Linked DNA regions of Bos taurus: region 1 is linked to region 2. Evidence: chromatin contacts called from public Hi-C data. All regions are on one chromosome and are shown on one strand. Each heading gives the region's core, a stretch centred on a gene start, on an enhancer-like site or on the middle of the called end of the contact. The rest is flanking DNA. Distances are from core to core; before and after follow the strand shown. Region 1 has its middle 420 kb from the start of SALL1. Region 2 has its middle 270 kb from the start of SALL1.

Region 1 (3,541 bases), core at 14-2,513, 150 kb after region 2:
AACCTGTCAGGGGTTACCACTGTACCAGTTGGCGCCCAGAGGCCCTGAGTGAGCGTCACATGCTCACAGGGAAGTCAGTGGAGGTTAAGGACACAAACAGCCGCGTCTCTGAGGACAGGAGGAGGCGAGAGACAGCCGTGACTCAGGACCGGCTAGTTATCCAGAACGTGGACTCCTCTGCAGGCAGTTTTTTTGTGTGTTTGTTTTCTCCTTCCTCACTGGATGACAGGGGCTGGTGAGTGTTAGTTGCTCAGTCGTGTCCAATGCTTTGCTACCCCAGGGTGGATGGTAGCCCACCAGATTCCTCTGTCCATGGGATTCTCCAGGCAAGAATACTGGAGTGGGTTGCCATTTCCTTCTCCAGGGCATCTTCCCAACCCAGGGCTCAAACCCAGGTCTCCCACATTTCAGGAAAATTCTTTACTGTTTGAGCCAGCAGGGAAGCCAATAGGGGCTGGAGTTGGGGAGGAGGTTGGCAAAAGACCAAGTGGAAGCGAAGCCTCGTGTATCAGCATCACGGAAGAGCCTATACTATAGCCAGCTGTGGCCACAGTGCTACATGGGTCACACCCATGAGAAGGACCTGACATCACTTCTCTGAACAATGGCTCAGGGAGCTAGTACAACATTAGAAGAGCTGCAACTTTAGACTCTGGGGTCTATGCACAAGTTCCCAAAGGTAGGCTAGGAAATCATTTTATCAACAAAACTTTCCATCCCAAAGGGTAGGAGTCATTCTCCTAGTTTTTACTGCATGTTATCTAGGGAATCATGATACTTGAAAATCCTGGAAAATTCCATTGTGATTGTCTGTCTCTTAGGAGGAAGGCAGGAGAAATGGCAGAATCTCAGCAGAAATTAAGGCTACCATTATCCTGTTAGGCTGCACCTAAAATGATTTTGTCGGATTTTGTCTCATTTCCTCTCCTGTTGCAAATCTCTCAGGCATTGGACCTGAGAGTCATCTTCTCTGAGCTTCCTGTTCTGGCAAGAAGTTGGAGGAGACTTTAGAAATCAGGTGAGTCTCCTAGTTCTACATGCCATTCATTAAAACTGCTCCCAATGATCCCAGGCAGATCGCAGGCTTTGATGGGGAACTGAGCCACTGGGCACTTGCCAGCCGCTCATTTTAGTGGTGAAGACAGGGAGTCAGAGAGGAGAAGTGATTGGCTGCATATTTAACAGGGAGATAGTGGAGAACCCTTCCCGGAAGCCAGGCGACCCCACAGCCAGAGCCATGCTCTTTCCACTGTGTCATGTTGTCCCCTCCCTAGTCGCTTCTGGGGTGTGACTCATGGTGAGAGCGAATCCTTGGACTCTGCCCTCCCAGGGCTTCTTTCCAGCAAATGTCAGTTTCCGGTTTTGAGGAATGAAGGGAGAATTCCAAGAAATCAAATGTTTGTAAACTAGAGGACTTTGTGTTGTTTCTAGCTTAACCCCTCACTCACCAGTTCCATTTAAGCAAATAGCAGAGCTAGAAGTAATGGAACATTTTGAAGTGAGTCAGCTAGAGTAAGCAAGACAAAAAATCCTTATAGTCATAATATTGGGGGTGGAGAAAGTTCTAAATAGGTCTGGCACATTGAGTTTTGCCTTATTCTACCTGTGTGGCTGCTGTAACACCATAGAGGGATTTAAGAAATGACATTCTGTCTTACCCAGCACATTCATGTTGAAAACTGCAGTACATCAAGACTCTTTGCTTACAAGGAATAGCAATCAACTGAGACTAGCTCAAGCAGAATGGAGACAGTATTGAACAAATACAAAAGTCTCTTCCAGAACAAGAAATACAAAAGAATCAGGATGTAGCAAATTAGAGACAGAAGTGCTTCCATCTTTTCTTCCAGGGTGCCATGATGTCTTTCTTTTGATTCTCTTTATGACACTTTTTTATTCTTTCCTGTTTCTATCAGGTGGTACTCTTAGTCACAAAGAAGAGAAATTTTAGCTGTATCAGGAGGACAATATGACCTTACACTTTTTCTTTCCTTTTTTCTTTTATCAAAATATAGTTGATTTACAATGTTGTGCTAGCTTCAGGTGTATGGCACTCTGATTCAGTTTTATGTACGTGTGTGTGTGTATACATATATATATACACACATACTCAGTCATGTTCGACACTTTGCGGCCCTTTGAACTGTAGCCTGCCAGGCTCCTCTGTCCATAGGATTTCCCAGGTGAGAATACTGGAGTGGATTGCCATTTCCTTCTCCAAGGTATCTTCCTGACCCAGGAATCAAACCCACGTCTCCTGCATCTCCCTCACTGCCAGGGGATTCTTTACCCTCTGAGCCATCTAGGAAGCTTACACATATATATGAATCCCTTTTCAGATTCTTTTCCCTTATAGGTTATTATAAAATATTGAGTAAAGTTCTTGGTGCTACACAAGTCGGTCCTTGTTGTTCACCTACTTTATATATAGGAGTGTGTATATGTTAACCCCAAACTCTTAATTTATCTCTCCCCGCTCCACCCACAAATAAGATCAATTTTAGCTGTACTGGGAGGGCACTCTGGTCTTACCATTTTCATCCAGTCCAGGCTATGATTATACTTTGGTCACTTTGGCTTTAAAGCAGTGCCGGTGCGGGGCTGTGGGGTGGGTGGGGGGGAGGGGGCAGGGGAGGAAACCTGTAGCTTCTTCCTTTGTGTTCCCCAGGGTTTCATTCTGTACCTCCTCCTCCCATTCTTTCTGGATGCCCAGGAGAGCTGCCCTTGTAGAAGGGGGGAAACTGGGGTGATTGGAACTTTTTGTGTTTCATTTCAAAAGAAAAGTTAATTTTATTATGAGCAGATTATTTTGAAAGTGACAACTTTGCAGCTGGAAACTTCTTTTTTACTCCTTTAATCTTAATAACTACCACTCTTTGGATTGCTTATTATGTGGCAGGCTCTAAGCATTTCCCGTATGTTGGCTCATTTAATCCTCATGAAAATCCAATATGGAAAGGCATCTATGGGTCTCCCTTTGCAATTCAGGAAACTGAGGCACAGGGAACTTTTGTCCAAGGTGGAGGTGGGATTTGAACCCTGGCAGCCTAGCTCCAGAGCCTGTGCATTCAACTACTATGCTAAGTAAGCATGCACTTTGCACATGTCATCTATTAAATCACACAAAAGCCATGAGTGGTCTTCAGAACCATCCTGCAGATGAGGAGACCAAGGATCGGCAAGGTTAAATGGTTGGTCTCAAGTCACAGTGCTAGCAGTCCAAGAGCTAGTGTTGGCTTTCAAGTCCAGCTGAACACAGAGTCTGAGTTCTTAGACCTTGGACTTCAGCTTCTCACTTAGCACTGACACATAGAAGCTGCAGTCTTAGCTGAAGATGTGTGAGAGAATGAAAAAGAAAAAGGGGAAAAAAAGCTGTTTTGAGGGCTTAAAAAAACCAGAGCAAAAATAATAACCTGAAGCAGTACTCTGGAAAGAGAAGAAGGATTTTTTTTTTTAAACCCCAAAAACCTCAAACTCCATTTCGACGTATCTGAAACGGATGCATCAGAGAGAGAAAATCTGTTAGATATTGAGCCTGCTA
Region 2 (3,718 bases), core at 243-2,742:
CCTTGAAACTGCTGCTGCTGCTCCTAAGTCACTCCAGGCATGTCTGAAGTGCGACCCCATAGATGGCAGCCCATCAGGCTCCCCCGTCCATGGAATTTTCCAGGCAAGAGTACTGGAGTGGGTTGCCATTGCCTTCTCCGTTCCTTGAAACTAGATTTGGCTATACCAGTAGGTCCTGGTCAATGGAAAATGAGTGTAAATGAAGTATGGGGCTTCCTGGTGTGCACAGTCTCTCAGTTGTGTCTTACTCTTTGTGACTCCATAGACTGTAGCCCGGCCAGGCTCCACTGTCCATGGGATTTTCCAGGCCAGAATACTGGAGTGGGTTACCATTTCCTTCTCCAGGGGATCTTCTTGATCCAGAGTAGTGACCAAAAGGAAAGAGTGTGATCTCTCCTTTCCGTCTGTCTCTTTTCTCTGGCTGGAATGTGGCAGTGGTCGCAGAAACCAAGATGGCAGCTGACACTGAGAAGGCAGCTGCATGTTGGGATTGGCAGGGCAATAGGGAAAGATAGAAAGTTGGTGTGTCTGACACCACTCGGGTGCCATATTTGTTCTGGACCATCCAGAGAGCTTAACTTCTATCTTAGGTAAATCACTGCAATTGAGAGCTTTTATTGGCAGAGGCTGAACATGCTCTGGTTACTAGAGCTGAGGAGCCTCCGAGGCACAGTCTTGGAGGCAGGTTTCTGTCAGGGTCTCTGTACACACCACTCTTGCACACCCTACTCACACACTTCTAATACTTTGGAAGAAATATTGGATCATGACCCACTTACTTTTGGGTACCTATGCCATATGAGTTACAAGTTGAAAATTTCCACTAACAAAGAGAACTGGAAGACAGTCTCTCCATTGTCATTAATCATTGTATCCCTTGGTTAAGTCTCACTAGTGATTTCTCGTTGCATTGGACCAAAGTCCAAAGCCCTTACGTGGCCTTCAAGGTCCCACAGGATTTTGGCCCTGCCTACCTCCCCACCATCACCTCCTTCCATCTCCCTCTTACCCACTCTCTCTCTCTCTGCTTCAAGGCTGCCTTTTTCATTTCCCTGATGGCACTTGTCCATTTCTTCTACACGGTCTTCCCTCCCCCAGATCTTTTCAGGGTTAGACCTTTCTTCCCATCAATGGCTGAGTTTAAATGCCAACTTTTCACATAGCAAACCTATCTGAAGACGCATCTAGAAATGAGCTGAAGTCCCTGTTCACTTCTCTTCTCATGATTTTGCTTCATTTTTACTCGAGGTTTTCACCATCAGAAATCACCTTATTGATCTGTTTGCCTATTGTTTCCATCTCTGAGAATGTTCAGCTCCACGATGGTGTAGACTTAGTATCCCACTGCCAATAAAAGCACCTGATGCACTGTAGCTACTCCATAAATATGCACTGACTAATCGCAGCTTGAGCTTTCATGATGTCTGGACCATTGTGGTTCAAGTTGGACAGATGATGAAATGGAGGGACAGAATATGGAGGGAGAACACAGTGTTTCCTTAGAGCCTGGCACAAGAGCATCTACATTCCATGGTGTCAGCTCTGTAACACTGAGACTTTGTGTTCTAGGGACTAGAACCTTCCAGATTCCTCAAGTTGAAAGTCAGTAGCTCACCGATATTCCAGTCTCCATGAATATCTAATAATTTACACTGTTAATCCACCAAAGGGGTCTCCTATTACATTTACAAAAATAAAGGCTGACACCTGTGACCTACATTTTTTTTTACTCTTTTACATCTGAGTGTGGAAAAAAAAAATATTTTTGAACTCTGCTCTTGAGTAAGACTTCATTACAGCTGATGAATGACAAAGCAGTTCATCTTATCTGGAAAGCTTTTCCACGAAATACCAAGGGAGAAAAAAGCCAGAATAAAGATGTGAATAAATATATTGACAGAATTCAAAGACAAGATAACGGATTTGATCATGTTCCCGGCATCATGGCTGTGTGGGGGGCAGGGGGAAGGTTGCCAGAGCTGTGTTTGGTTATAGATTAATAATCCAAGGTACAAATGGTTCGGAACACATTAGAGAAAACATAAACTACAATATTCAACAAACTGGGGTTCAAAGGTTCCTGGAATTTGCAAAATGTTCTTGGTCATACATTTTTGAAAAGTGATGACACAATATGGAGTTTTTGAACTTTGCCACACAAACAACAAGTGGATTTTTGCTTGAATCACATTAAAAAGTAGTGCAGTTATTAACACACACACATAAAAAAAAAAAAAAGAGAGGGAGGAAGCTAAATGGAAAAGTTTGAAAGAGCCAACTATCAAGTTGCTAATAATTGAAGAATAATCTGATAATTCTATTGTAGAAAATGTCTCTTAGCTTATGTTCCTCACTGCACAGTGATTAAGAACCTGGCTTCGGGTTCAGTGTGTGGACCTTGTTTGTCTCTGATACTTATTGGCTCTACAGTCCCAGGCAAGTGACTGAGCTCATTTTATAGAAATATTTTTAAAACTCCATATCCTGTGCCAGGCACATTGAACCTCTTCCCGAATCCACTCTTATTTCTCTAATACATTCTTCACATTATAAACTGTTATCATCATAATACAGATAAGGTCACGATGTCACACTTCTTAAAAATTCTCAGTGTCTTTGCATGAAGGTAAAGATCAAAATTCTAAATGTGGCCTATAGGCTAAACATACCTTTGTTCTGCTTACTTCCCAGTCTATTCCCATGACCCTCTCCTGCTTTTCTCTTTGCTCCAGCCATGAGGGACATTTTTGAGTTCCTGCAATGTAGGCACCATATTTTTTTCCTGCCTCAGGATCTTTGCATCTGCTTGTCCATCTCCCAGGAATTCTCTTCCCACTTTCCTATTTTATCTTTTTGAGTTCAGTTTAACTGTAAAGTCCTCAGGGAGTGTCTCTTCACCACCTAGACTTTTCTGTACTACTTCTTTATTGCATGTACCCAGGTGGATACTAACAGTGACTTGTTCAGTCTGCTTTCCAACCAGGCTGGGTCCCCTGATAACAGGGTGGCACTGGACTTGTTCACTACTTCCCCAGCACTCAGCACAGAGCCTTGCACACACTAGGAACTCAATTACCATTCAGAGTGTGTAGAATGAAGACCTCAAGTTCTGAGCTAGTCCATTCCCTATAGGCTGTAGATCCCTAGGCTCCTCTGTCCATGGGATCCTCCAGGCAAGAATGCTGGAGAGGGTTGCTGTGTTTTCCAGGGGATCTTCCTGACCCAAGGATCAAACCTGCATCTTCTGTGGCTGTGCATTACAGGTGGATTCTTTACAGCTGAGCCACTGGGGAAGCCCCCTCCCCTGTAAACAATGGGCTAAAACTACCTCCTTTGCAGGTTCATTGTGAGGATTAAATGGAAAAAAATGAGTGAGTGCTTCGTCAACCACAAAGGACCATGCATACCAGTAAGGCATGATTATGATTGTTAAATATCTTTCAGGATCATTTCAAGTGCAAGTGACCAGAGATATAACTTAAATTGGCTTTTGCTAAAAATAAAGGACATTTTTTTGATATGTCTCTGAATAGCAATAAAGGGAGGATTCAGATGCTAAGATGGTATCAACAGAATTCTCTTTCTCTCCCCTTTCTGCTTTTCTCTTCTCTTTTCCTATTGTTTCCTTCTTCCCAAATCCACTCTTCTCTGATATATTCTTCACATATAAAGTGTTATCATTGTAACACAACTAAAGTCTGGCTTATTTCTGTCATCA

Evidence for each region. Hi-C and Micro-C count contacts between places; a contact is called where the count stands out from the background.
Region 1: a Hi-C map of liver shows a contact between it and region 2, with 4 times the contacts expected there. The contact joins two enhancer-like sites. A contact is called at or near these places in 2 of 11 Hi-C or Micro-C datasets (liver and skeletal muscle).

The regions. Positions count from the first base shown.
Region 1 is chr18:19,974,633-19,978,173 of ARS-UCD2.0, forward strand. No RefSeq gene overlaps it. Among named protein-coding and RNA genes, the nearest start is that of SALL1, 420 kb to the left of the region's middle. Within about 2 kb of position 1,264, at least 7 of the 102 cell types and tissues checked have an H3K27ac peak or open chromatin away from gene starts, as enhancers often do. A contact at or near this core is called in liver, where this site is marked.
Region 2 is chr18:19,827,074-19,830,791 of ARS-UCD2.0, forward strand. No RefSeq gene overlaps it. Among named protein-coding and RNA genes, the nearest start is that of SALL1, 270 kb to the left of the region's middle. Within about 2 kb of position 1,493, at least 1 of the 102 cell types and tissues checked has an H3K27ac peak or open chromatin away from gene starts, as enhancers often do. A contact at or near this core is called in liver, where this site is marked.